Regions from separate parts of the Astyanax mexicanus genome. Here region 1 is linked to region 2. The links are chromatin contacts, called in public Hi-C maps. All regions are on one chromosome and are shown on one strand. Each heading gives the region's core, a stretch centred on a gene start, on an enhancer-like site or on the middle of the called end of the contact. The rest is flanking DNA. Distances are from core to core; before and after follow the strand shown.

Evidence for each region. A called contact is a pair of places that touch in the nucleus more often than the background predicts.
Region 1: a contact with region 2 is called in a Hi-C map of muscle, with 18 times the contacts expected there. The contact joins the promoter of dock8 here to the enhancer-like site in region 2. A contact is called at or near these places in 2 of 3 Hi-C or Micro-C datasets (both in muscle).

Annotation. Positions count from the first base shown.
Region 1 is chr12:39,143,785-39,150,599 of AstMex3_surface, reverse strand. It overlaps dock8 (dedicator of cytokinesis 8), which reads left to right and starts at 3,925. Exons shown (of 48, transcript XM_022671085.2): 1 at 3,925-4,117. The coding sequence starts at 4,065. It overlaps lrif1 (ligand dependent nuclear receptor interacting factor 1), which reads left to right. Exons shown (of 5, transcript XM_007231873.4): 5 at 282-2,797. The coding sequence ends at 1,130.
Region 2 is chr12:39,089,347-39,096,688 of AstMex3_surface, reverse strand. dock8 (dedicator of cytokinesis 8) reads left to right here. Exons shown (of 48, transcript XM_022671085.2): 12 at 747-877; 13 at 1,353-1,446; 14 at 1,979-2,141; 15 at 2,983-3,097; 16 at 3,858-3,928; 17 at 4,703-4,847; 18 at 6,081-6,182; 19 at 6,730-6,825. Among protein-coding and RNA genes, the nearest start is that of dock8, 54 kb to the left of the region's middle. Within about 2 kb of position 3,083, the one cell type or tissue checked has an H3K27ac peak away from gene starts, as active enhancers do.

The sequences.
Region 1 (6,815 bases), core at 2,676-5,175, 53 kb before region 2:
CTTTTTTCCATGAGTTTAATAACATAAAGCATGTCTCAAATTGTGCGTCCGTCAAATAACGTAAAGCAACAACATGTCGCAAAACCACATTTGTAAAGCTTTTTTGCAAAAATTACTTTATCATTTATATAAACCGAGTTTATGCAAAGTGACCATGCCAATACATTTCATCGTAGCCTACTTTATATATTTGCATGAATGATTGATGAAAGTACTGTAGAAACGATATTTAGTGCTGAGTACAACCTAAATATTTATTACTTTGCTCTTTGGGTCTGCAGGTACAGGTACCCAAAGGAAAAAATGGCCCAGAAGATGCCAAAAGAAAACGGCTGGCAGGGCCTGAACAGAAGACATGCTTGGACACCTCTGTATCCAAGGATGTAGTAAAAGGTCACAATGAGATGCAGAGCATGTCCACAGATGCCTGTACAGACAGCAAAGTGTTGCTGTATTGTCAGGGCTCAGATGAGGAAACTCCCACTGAAAATCTCATTGAGCCACTCTGTTCTTCCTCATCTTCATTTCAGTCTCAACAAACTCAAACTGGAACATGTGGTACTAACGGGAAAGCTTGTATGGCTGTATCAAGGAGGACTCCAGCTCGACAGAGTAAAGGGAATGGGAGAGTGTGCACGGCATGTCCTTGTGGAACTAAGGTTGGAGCAATTGCTGCAATTTCACCATTTAAATCTCTTGAAAAGCCAAATAGGCCTGCTGTCATTGACCCACCTAAACAGGCGAGTGTTTTAACAGGGTCAAACAGAGATTGCAAAAATGTTGGGAAGGTACTCAACAAGCCAGTTACAAGCCCACCAAAAAGCAGTGTGGCATCTGGGAAGTCTGGAGACGAAAAGTTACATAGCACTGAATTGCACACAAAGCCCGCTAAAGGTCTGAATCCTTCGTCTTTGTCCATGCAACATGATGTTAGTCACTCAAGCTCCAGCTCAGTTAGTTCAGAAGAAGCTGCAAGCAGCAGCACCAGCAGCAACAACACTTTCATTGAATTGTACTCTTCTGTAATGCTGGACCCTGAGGAATTAAAGCGCCAGGAGCGAATCAAACGCCTCAAAGTCCTTCTGAAGGAAAAAGAAGCAGCCCTGGAGAAGTTGCGGCAGAGCATGTGAAAAAGCTTCACACATCTGAATTTATCTTTGGTGGCTTGATCTTGATTGGAAAAGCCATCAACTCGTGAGGCAGCTCTCAGTTTATATGAAAAAAAAAAAAAAAAAAGAAATCTTGTTCTTCATTCTATGTAAAATATATAAATACTTTTTAATTTGTTTATTTCCAATATGCAATTTCATTGTCTAGTGCATTGTGTATTTTTAAGTTTGTATTTAATGCTTTTGTTTGTCATTTTTGTTGTAGTGTCAGTCAGTCAGTCAGATTGCCAGACCTAGGTCAAGACCTGCACTTAAAGAAATTCAATTCAGTCCACAAATAGGCTTAAATTAAAAGAAGTGGACTGATCTACTTTATTTAAGTATTGTAAAGTATTCTTTAGGGATCTCGAGTTCTAATATTTCTTAATATTTAGCAATGGTTACTTAAGACCTATGTGAAATAAAAAATAAAATGATATTTTCAAATATGTCAGTTTTGATAATACCACTTTAACCTGCCCTTCAACACTTATCTATTGAGAACTGTAATCTGCAGTTTCAGACGTTCATTTAATAAATGAAAAAATGTACCTTTTTCGAAGGTTTTTTCGTACATCCGCACCCATGTTGTCCATGAATTTACATGCTCTCACTGCCCATGTCTACAGAATTCATAGCCACCTGAACTCTTCTTGCCAGTCATCATCTCTACTGTCCATGTTTCTCAGTTTCAAGATATCAGAAATTTTCCAGTGCTTATGGCCATTTTTTGGTATATATTATTTAGTAATGTTATTTATTTGGCTGATCATTAAAAATGTTTTTTTGCCATTGTTGCTCAAAAAAAGTTATGATTGAACATATGTAATTTATGTGTGTTTTATTGTTGTGGGTACCAAAACAGTTGGTTCTTACACTGTTGTCACAACTAGGTTAGTGAGCACTGGTTACAAGTGTGTCCAAAATTTGCACTTCTTCATATCTGTCAGTAGGGGGTGGTCTCAGACGGAGTTTTAATGCCTGGAGGCAGAAACTAACACCTCATCAAAATGTATTGGCTCTGTAGTCAATACTGAGCACTGGGAAACTGGTGCTTGTCAAAAGTATGTGATGTCAAAAATACAAGGGAAATCTAATGGGTGAAAAGTAGGAATTCAAGGAAATAAGAAGAAAAAAGTTTAAAGTCACTTTAAAAACAAAAAGAAACCCCTCAACTCTGGATTGTTAAAATAAACAAGCTCTACGAAATACACAGTAATTAGTAAACAAAGCACTAGTCATATGAATACATTGATTACTGCAATATTTAGCTGCAGTAGTGTAGTAGTCTATGTATATATATTGCACCTCTGTTAAAAGTGAAGCTGAAAAAAAGCGCCGTCCACTTAAAGATTTTTGGATGTGGATTAAGGTGGCTTTTCTCCATGACCCAGATGACATGCCAGGGTGTGGTGTATGTAGGTTTTAATTTGGCCCAGCAAATGAATGATACTGATGTGGGGAAGAGGGGTTAAATATGCCCTATGTCCCCATCTTGGTTGTTCGCTGTACACAGGGCTTAGATGGGAGCTTATGCCCACCTAGAACCCACCTAGCCCACATTCATCCAGTTTGAGCCTAACATGATAAAGTTGATTGGGTTATTTATAAAATCAGGATAATCTCAATAAATATAACTGTTTTTCAGAGTTACTGATTTGTTTGATTTTGTTCATCTTTAACATCAAAGTCTGCAGTAAATCTTTATCACTCTATTTTATGAAAAATAATCAACTGCCTAACTTCCACACTGCACTGATAAATTGTAACATCTATTGCGTTTTTAAAGAGCTGAAATGAACATTAAGTCAAACTGAGATCAGTATGTTTATCTAGTCCTCCAAATCAGTCCCAGGTTATTTTGTGGCCTTGGGAACATGAATTGTCCAATCCTGTCTTACAGTGTGGTTTCTGCCAGCAGAGGTCGCTGTTTTTACTTATTGCACCTGTTAACCAACTCACCGCCACAGCCGTCAGCCCCTTCATACCAAACAACAAGAATATATGTCTTCATATACACTAAAACCACTAATACAATATGTTTTTAATGCATTAAATATGTATATCTGTTTTTTATATTCTGTTCTTATAGCTGATACTGTTTTCTTGCAGTTTTATAATAATTCTTATTCTTATTTGTGAAAAGGCACATTTCACATAAAAGCATTAAGAGTGTAGAACCAAACATTACATGTTTAAATCATTTTGTTTAATACCGTTTGTTTTCAAGTCAAGTCAAGGAAAGTAGTTTTGTTGAATACTATATATAGAGGATTGAAATTACGTTACTCTCCTTCCCAAAGTTACAGCAAAATAAAATTATAAATATAAAAGAATGATAGACACTAAATATACAATACAACAAGGTTTATCTGTGACCTTGTTGTATTGTAGATTTAGTGTCTATCATTCTTTTATATTTATAATTTTAGAGAACAATAGTGCAATTGTGATCTGAGGGATTCAGAGGTAATGACAGTACCAGTATAGACAGAACCCGTATAAACAGTAGTGCAAATATAGAAGTATAGAAACGTGAGGGTGGTGAAGTGAACAAGTGCATAGTTCTTTATTAAAGTGGTATGACAGTTGTTTAAAGGTTAAAATATGTAATCGAGCTAAAATATTAACGTTTATTCAGTGGTTTTGTGCTAGCAGGGATTACCCAACTCTCTCTCTCTCTCTCTCTCTCTCTCTCTCTCTCTCTCACACACACACACACTCACACACACACACGTTAAGGCGTGTGTCCACTCTGTGAGTGTGTGTGTTTGGGGAGTTGAGATGCGGAAGTTTCCGCCCAGTAATCTCCGCGCTGATACGCTGGGAGATGCTGCTGCTGCCCGCGGTGTCCGCGGCTCCGCGCCCGGGATTTCTCTGCAGCTCCGGCCGCTGAAGCTCTCGCTCTGAGCCGTCATGGCCACCATGCCCGCCTCGGAGCGGCGCGCCTTCGCCCTCAAACTCAACAGGTAACCCGTCCTTTTACCCGCAGCGGGTCAGAGCCGGACCCGGGCTGCTGCCGGGAGTCTGAGCGGACTTTACTCCGCGTAGTTTAGGGGGGAAGGAGGGAGAGAGAGAGCGCGGGTTCCGGAGCGGCAGATACACGCTGCTCTCCGGAGAGCGGGGTCATAAACCAGGGGAATGATCTCCAGCGGTACTGTACAGAACTGTAGATAATTAGGTATTTAACTAGCAAACACTTCTCAAGAAGTGTTGGACAATGTGGAAAAATATCGCAATGTTTGATATACGATATATATTTTGCTGTATTTAATAGGTTTTAGGGTTAGCTAGTTTGGAACTGACATTATTTACTTGAAGTAGCAAAGGGAAGTCTGACACCTTGTGTTATTTGGATACAGTTTGGGGCACTCAAGCCCCACGGGATTAGTTTCTCAGGGAGTCCTGGGGTATTTTTCTCCTTTTCATGGGGGTTTCCTCTGTGATTTTATTTCTGTCCGGAACAACCATGTATGTATTTTTCTCAGACGTCCTCTGTGAAAATTACAGACTGAATTACCTACTGTTTTTCTCTGAACTCTGTGGTCCTCCTGTAATTTTAGTCCCCTCCGGACTCACATCTCTGAGTTTCATCACCTCGCGTTTAATAAAATAGCTATTTGCCCACTTCCACGCACCGTAATAACACTTTGGGCGTGCGTTTTCACGGAGATCCACGTAAAAACAACAGGGAGTGGAAATGGAGGAGCTACTGAACGCGATGTCATGTGACAGAGAAAGCCAAAAAACTCACTGGTCCTTCTGTTTTTTCAATAATATTCAAAATTTTATTTCAAAATATTTTAAAATATTTTACACAGACAACCCTCTGAGACAAAAATATATGATCAACGAGAGGTTATTTAATTTACCAAATAGTGAAACCACCAATGGGTTCATTTTTGAAACAAAAGTATATACTTTCACATGAGCCATTAACCACCAGGGTACATTGTGTTTAAAACAAAAAAGAAGCTGAACAGAGGGACCCTTAAAATAGGCGAAAATTGCATTTTATGGCCATCGTGAAAAGGGGTTAGCAAGTACAATTGTCCCAAATAAAATTACGATAAACGTTAATGATAATATAATAGCATAGTAATGATATTACACATTCTAATATCATAAATAAATAAAACAATATGATAAACATGCTGTTTTGATATCTACATCATTAACTTAAATGGGTTCTCCTTGTTAACAAAAAAAAAATAACAAGCAATATTGAGGTCAGCAGAAAGTCATGTTTGTCAATATATTGTACAATATGTCAATAGAGTAAGTAATTATTGTGACGTGCCTAGGCACAGGTAACCTAAACAAGCTACTGTCAAAAGTGTTTTGTACAACTGCATGGTGTCCAGTTAAACATGTAGCTAGCTATGTATGTGCACTGTTTTCTTTAACCACTGTTCTGACTGGTTGTTGTGCCTCAGTTTAAAAGCAATATTGCACTTGCTAAGCAGCTTACCATCTATGCAATTTAATAAAAAAAAAATGGAAATAGTTATGTTATTGAAGACATTAACAAATCAGTTATGCAATCACTTTATTTCACCATCACGAACATCATTATCCAGTTCAGTGTGCTGAGAATGTATTACTTAAAAATGTATTACTAAGGATAAAATTAAGATACAATGTTAGATATGTACTATTTAAATATTCAGTTGCGATGTGTTGATGGTGTTAAAATAATGAAATTAAATACTTAATATTTTAACACTGTACTTTGTAAAGGTTTTTAATAATATTGCATTGTATATTTCTATTACTTATTAACTTTTCCAAATATAAGTTTTTCTTTAGTGTGAAACATGTATAGCTACATGTATAGCTTTAATGTATAGCAATGCTGACCTACTGCTGGCCTAATATATATATTTTATAGTTTATGTACATTCTTCGATCTTTGTGACATCACAAAATGTTGAATTCATAACTGTGATTTATCAACTGCGTGCTACACACTCATACTATAAGGTATTGTTTATAATATAAGCTAATCTTAATAGTGCAGGTTTGGCAACAGGAATGTTCAGTGGGAGGACATAATGATGTGGGTATCAGCCTTGCTAACTCCTCAGTAGCCAGCGTGCTAACACTGTGGTTGTGATGTGGGATGAGACTTGTAGCTAGCATGCTAATGCCTTAGTTTTCTATTTCGCATTTAGGTAGGAAGCTTTTTTTTGCTTGTTAGCATAGTAACTAGGGATGCACTGATGTGGGAATTTTGGGCAGATGCTGATATTACACATGTACTACAGAGTGACTAGACTAGTGGTATAATTTCAGAACTTTAAAACCAATAAAAGGGATAAAAAATTTAGCTTAGATCAATTAATTTTAAAGAAACACAGCAAGTGTTGCCAATTGCGGTAGTGCAGCCATTATCACTTGGTTGTTTTTAGGCATTTAATTAATCTGTCAGCAAATATTGGTTTAAAATATTGGTCAAATACCAATATAATTCCACTATCATCATCTATTACAAAACATTTAAATGCAGACACGTTTTCTTGTTTAAAATATCAGTCTTTAAGCAGTAGCAAATTCAATTGCTCTGTTACATACAGTGATTTTGGCAAAGTTTAAATTTAATACTTACACTAACTAGCCGCAAATGTGCCTCTAAGGCATGAATAAGAAATGTATATTGTCGCTGTC
Region 2 (7,342 bases), core at 1,834-4,333:
GCCTGTAGACGAGAAGTTTGACAAGTATGGTCCTATCATTGCTTGATTTTTTTGGAAAAATCTGGCAACTGGGCAGGCCAGGAAATTGTAGCAATTTCACGAGTAGGGGTGTGCCACATTGTATCGTACAGGATAATATTGCTAAAATTTTTAATATGGTGAACGATATTATACCCTCAAATATGGTGCCATATCACCCACCCCTAATTATAACATCAGGGTACTACTTTTTTGCTGTTTTAGTAAAAGAAAAATTCACACTGTTCTAATTTCCTATTATAAATCTACTGGAGACAGATTATATTTATCCAGTATCATTCATTTTACTTCAGTCAATTTTTAAATATCTCAGTTAGGGGTGTGCCATATCATGTCATGCAACAATACAATTTTCATTTTGTTGCAGTAGTGTAATCTTGAAATATTTTTTTTAATTCAGTGTTTTGTCGTATCGCATCGTTGTTGCCCCTAGTGGCGAGGACATTCATTTAAAACCCTCAAACCTGACTGTTGTTAATTTCCAAATAGATCTTGGATTTGTCAATATGGTTATAGTCCATAACAGTCTGAGTTTTGTCAGAAATCCTAACAGTAGATGGTACTAGATGGCACTGAAAAAGATTTCATATAGCACTACACAGTTTTGTAGACAAAAGTAATACATGCCGTTTATATAGTTATACAATGTTCTAGGTAAATTACTTATTCAGTTTACTGATATGTGTGTATTTTGTGCTTTGTATCAGGCCGGAGCAGTTTGGAAAAGAAGGCTTACTTGCCGAGGCGCAACTCTGAGCGATTCAGCATGATGGAGGACCAGTTCAATCTGTCAAGCTCCAAACCCTCAACCATCACTATTCAAACCTTCTTTAAACAGGTTAGCCATTCAATTCACATACACTGACATGCCAGTAGTGGACAGGATCATGGTTTTAAATCACTGCATCAATCTCACTAAACTGGAATGTGAAAAAAACATTTTTGAAGTCTGTCTCTGCAGCTTTCCCTGATCACCTTGAGACTGCTCAGGGCTACATATTTCACATTTTTAACATTTATTATCATTTCCTTTTTTGTTCACATGATTTAAATGACCTTTCTCTGCCACATTACATTCTGAGTGATACCATTACATCTCCACATTACAGAGGAGTTGAGCAACTGTAAACAAATAAAGAATCATTTAGTAGTTTTAGTAGTTATTGTTGGTGTGTATGCCCACTACCATGGATTAAGCCATAATTTTATTTTTAAAATGTTTACTATATACATTGCTGTGCTTAATATGAGATAGAATAAAGAATAGTGAAGATTGACATTTGTGTGTGTGTGTGTTTGTGTATGTGTTTCAGGAAGGGGAGCGTCTCGGTGATGAAGACTTATTTAAGTTCCTGGCAGACAGCAAGAGGACATCCAACATCCAGCGAAGGAGCAAGACGATATCAGGTGATGCTCATCACCATGTTTATTTTAGGATTGTTCCTAATAGGGGTGGGCCATATGGCCCTAAAATAATATTGTGATATGTAATGGTATTTTCGCGATAATGATACGATATGACAAAACACTGAATTATTACTAAAAAAATATTTCAAGAATACACTACTGCAACAAAATTAAAATTAAATTGTATTATTGCATACAATATGATATGGCACACCTCTAACTAAGATATTTAAAAAAATCCAAGAATTTTGTGAGATTTGTAACAGACGTCAATGATCCAGAACGTCATGATACTAATAATGCCCTCCAAATATCTCCATATATCCAGGATTAAAGTAAAATAAATGATACTGGACAGATATAATCTGTCTCTAGTAGATATATAATGGGAAATGAGAACAGTGTGATTTTTGTATTGCAAAAAACAGCAAAAAAGTAGTACCCTGATGTGATAATTAGGGGTGGGTGATATGGCACGATATTTCAGGGTATATGTGTGTGTGTGTGTGTTTGTGTGTGTGTGTGCTGGCAGGATGTCTAAAACTGGAGGTGACCCCGTCTCCTGAATCAGTGATGCCCTGTCTGTCTCCGGAGCTCATCCCTATAAAACCAGCATCAGAGAAAAGCACCAGACTAATCAAAGAGGTTCTGGAATTCCCTTCTAATGATGTCTATGTCCCTCACAGCATATACCGGTCAGTACACCTACACACACACACACACACACACACACATTTATCATCAAAATAACCCTTATTAAGATTGTCTTCTATTTAAAACGTCACATTCTGTCATGTCATTAACCTTGCCTTACACCCTCACATACCGAGCCAGAAGTAAATGTGACAGTTCCTCTTAATTAAATAGAAACATGGAGTCTGTAAATCTTCCAAATGTCCAGATGACTCAAGTGATATCATTTGTCACAGAAAAACATAACCCCTGAGCTCTGGACATGGAGAACTGTAGGTTATATGAGGTCATGGTGATTTGTGGATTTTAAGCGCCATCTAGTGCTGAATAATTACAGTACAGCTGTGGTTAAATAGACTGTGAACAATTAGGCCTGTCACAATAACTTTTTTCTTTTTCTTTGTAATCTGTCTTGAAATCAGTCTATTTTGTATTTTTTAAGTATATTTTTGAACAATTGTCATGTTTGCAGTTTAAATGCATGCAGTATACATTTAAACTGCAACTGCAAAAAATTAAGAGACCACTTCAGTTTCTGTTTCTGTCAGTTCCAATTTATTAATTCCATAGGTATATGTTTGAGTAAAATGAACATTGTTGTTTTATTTTATAAACTCCAGACATTTTTTCCCAAATTGTAATTTAAAGCATTTATTTGCAGAAAATGAGAAATGGCTAAAATGACAAAAAAGATGCAGAGCTTTCAGACCTAAAATTTATAATAATAAAAACAAAAACGTAATCTCTTGGACACTCATCCATTATTATTTAAAATAATTTTATAATACTGCTCTGTTGCTCTGTGCATTCCCTAATGTGGTCTGTGGTCTGTTTTGTGTGCAGGAACCTGCTGTATGTGTATCCTCAGAAGCTGAATGTTAGCAGTCGTGGCAACATCCGAAATATAACTGTAAAGATCCAGTTTATGAACACAGAGGACCCCAGTGGAGCCCTGCCTGTGAGTACACCCCCACCCTGCTCCCCCACATGGGACACATGGCCTTAATATGTCCTTAATATAGTGTCTATATATATATATATATATATATACTTTTTTTCATCAGCTCTCAGGACCTTTTGCATACATTGTCAGCTGGATCCATCACTGTAACTTCATTAATTTTTCTAAATGATATACAGCTCTCGAAAAAATGTAGACACCACTTCATTTTCTAAATCAGATTCTCTGATTTTGCTATTTATAGGTTTATGTTTGAGTAAAATTAACATTCATGTTTTATTCTATAAACTACAGACAACATTTTTCCCAAATTCTAAATAAAAATATTGTCATTTAAATCCTTTATTTGCAGAAAATGAGAAATGGCTGAAATAACAAAAAAAGATGCAGAGCTTTCAGACCTCAAATAATGTAAATAAAAAAACAAGTTTTCAGAAATCAATATTTGGTGGAATAACTCTGGTTTATAATCACAGTTTTTTGGATCTTGGCATGTTCTCACCAGTCTTACACACTGCTTTTGGATAACTTTATGCCACTCCTCGTGCAAAAATTCTGTATATTGTCCCAAAAATAATTGCGATAAATGTTATTTTTAAATTAAGACATTTTAAAAATGGTTTAATTTCAAATTTAGAAAAAATGTCAGTATATCATAATTATCATGATGGGCTTACTCCTAACTATAAAACTAGGAGAGACTGAATACTGTCAGAGTTGCTACTTAACTGTACTGTTATGTGATTTTTCTCTAAAGGTAATATTTGGGAGATCAAGTGGTCCAGAGTTTGTGTCAGAAATCTACACCCCCATCACCTATCATAACAGGTAATACTGATTTACTGAGTCCTCCAGACTCCAATTCTGTACACATATTAAGTTAAATCAGGTGTTCTGGAAGCTTCAATGCGCAAAATATTTGAGCTTCCCACATAAGAAACGTTTTGGAAACCCCTAAGCTAGAGAACAATAACATCTTTAATGGAAAAAAAAATAATAATATCAAGCAATATTTGTTTTTTATTGTATTTTAATGTAAATAATTGTTATATATTCATCTACTTTGAACTACATGTGATATGAACTTGTATTTGTATTACATATATAAAATGTGCTATTAATTAAAATTAGTGTCAGGTAGTTTCTTGAGAAGGACTAAACACATCTTCTGCAGATAATCAAACATAAAAGACAATATTTGTAATAAGTACAGTTAGTAAGTAAGTAAGTAAGTAATCTTTATTTATGTAGCACTTTTCCAGCTTACAAAATGCTACAGTTTAAAAAATAAAAATATAAACAGATAAAAATAGATAAAATGATCAAAACACCAATAAATCAATGTAAAAAACTGTCGATATAATTACAATGTTCATACACTACTAAAAAGCAATGTTTCTTAAGGACATGAGCTGATTTCAGTAGGGAGATCACTCCACAGTCTGGGAGCATAAGCTGCAAAAGCCTGGTCACCCTTTAACTTTAATTTAGTTTGTGAAACAGTCAGAAATCTTTGGTTGGAGGACCTTAGTGATCTTACACTCTTAAGTGCACATAAAAGCTCAGAAATGTAAGCTGGTGTCTCATTATGTATCTGTGCAGGTCTCCAGACTTCTATGAGGAGGTGAAGATTCGTCTGCCTGCGCGTCTCACTGAGAAACACCACTTGCTCTTCTCCTTCTACCACATCAGCTGCCAGCAGAAGCAGAACCAGAGCGGCAGTGTGGAAACTCTCGTCGGATATTCAGTGAGTCTCTCAACAATATGCTGTAAAACCTTCAAGTTTACAGCATCTATCCTCTTAGCCTGTGGATGCACAAGTTTGAAAATCTAATTTCCTCCTTTTCCTAGTTGACAGCTTAAATGGACTTTGAGTCTAGGAAAACTTGATAAAAAATACTTATCTTTGTTGAATAGCGCATCTCCGCTCTCCTACAGCTTTCTGAGATACAGTATTTTTGTATTTTTTTGCCCAGCACTCTTTACAGTGGGCACTTCAGGGCAAAATTTTTACCTTTTCCACCGTTATCCAGGCTCAGAGTGGAAACAGTTAAAACTAGGCATTAATAACTTTAAAAGTGCAGAAGAAGCTTATTAAAAACCACTGTTTACATCCCATAACGCTAGCTTCTGCTCCGGAAGCCGCCATCACTGTACTGATTAAACAAAGATATGTATACATAGACTCCGCATAGCCTGCCTCCTGGTGTAGCAGCCGGCGCCCAGTGCATTTATTTACACTGAGGAAGGTGCCACTATGAACAGGAGGTCGCAGGTTCGAACCCCAGCTCATGCAGCTTTGCCATCAAGCTGCCTGCGCTCAGAGGGAGCACAATTGGCCCTGCTCCCTCTGCGTGGGTAGATGGCGCTCTCTCCCCACATCACTCCTAGGGTGATGTCTGCAGCACAGGGCATCTGTGAACTGATGTATCAGAAACGAGCCACTCCACTTTCCTCCAAGCGTGCTGACTGCTCGGCAATGCTGCATCAGCAGCAGCTCGAAAAGAAGCGGTGCCTGACTACACATGTATCGGCGGAGGCATGTGTTAGTCTTCACCCTCATAGTGATTGGGTTGGGTAATTGGCCGTGTAAATTGGAGAGAAAATGGGAAAAACTAAAAATAAAAAAGCAGCAGAGATGTAGTAGTGATTCAGGATGCTGTCAAACATTACGAACACATGCTTTCATGGTGAAATACTTTGGCTTATGCTCTTTAACAAAGACAGACATATGGCATGGCAGACAAAAGGTAAGTACGCTTTATCAAATTTTACTACACCAAAAGTCCATTTTACACTGGAGTTCTCCTTTAATACCTAGATCACCAAATATCTGCATTAAACAACACCGACATACCAAATGTCAAAGCACAAGTAACTTGCATCATATGCATAATTTATTTAGATTTAGGCAGCATACTGCTGTTCTTAATTTGTATTAATTGCTTCTTTAATGGTCTGCTGTGTGTTTTGTCTGCAGTGGCTGCCCATTCTGAACAATGAAAGGCTGCAGATAGGACAGCACTGTCTGCCCATCGCTGTGGAGCGTCTTCCTGTAAACTACTCCATGCATTCCCCTGAGGTACAGTGTGCCAAATTACTCCTGGCATGAGATCTGTTAAAACCAGTGCAGTTGTCTCCTTTCATTACCGTAATGCACTAGAACAGGAATGTCCTATTTGGCAGCCGTTTTGCGTCACATTTCCACATGACATTTGTGTTTATAGAAATGCTTCAGGGATATTTTTGTTTGTTTAGACTTTAGACATTTAGCAACTGCTTCTGATGAGTTTGAAGAAATCTTTTTTCTGTTTATTTAAAGCAGAATTAGTCCAGATTCATGAAACGTGACCCCTTTCAGGAACACACAGCTGATATTTAACCTGAAATTATAAACCTAACTAATATCTTAGCTATGAATTTTGCATTAAATTTGCATTGCATTAGTTAAGCTTTTTCAGCATACTAAAATTCAGTTTTCTGTTTTCTTTACTGCTCTGTTAGGGCCAGTGTATATGTGATTTTTCTTTATTAAATATTCTGTGTTCTGTTCATAAATGACTGTAATTCTCAGCTTTCCACTGCTTATTCATTGAATGAACATGAGCCCTGATTCTTTTTTTATGCAGAAAATGCCAACCCAGATTCCACCAATGAAATGGATGGACAGTCATAAAGGCCTGTTCAGTCTGGAGGTTCAGTCTGTGTCTTCAGTTCATATACAGGTGTGTAAAAACACCCACAAACACACATACACTTACACACACACACACACACACACACACACACACACACAGACACACTCATATAGAAATATTTACTGCTTTATATTATGAATGTGTATTGGCAGGGACCTGATTTTCGGGTATGCCTTACAGTACAGTGTTTTTAATTTAAAGTAAAGCTTTGAAAAATATTAAGAGACCACTTCAGTTTCTGAATCAGTTTCTCTGATTTTGCTATTTATAGGTATATGTTTGAATAAAATGAACATTAATGTTTTATTCTATAAACTACGGACAACATTTCTGCCAAAATCCAAATAAAAATATTGTCATTTAGAGCCTTTATATGCAGAAAATGAGAAATGGCTAAAATAACAAAAAAGATGCAGAGCTTTCAGACCTCAAATAATGCAAAAAAAAAAAACAAGATCATATTCATAAAGTTTTAAGGGTTCAGAAATCTATAGTTGGTGGAATAACCCTGTTTTTTAATCACAGTGTTCATGCATCTTGGCAT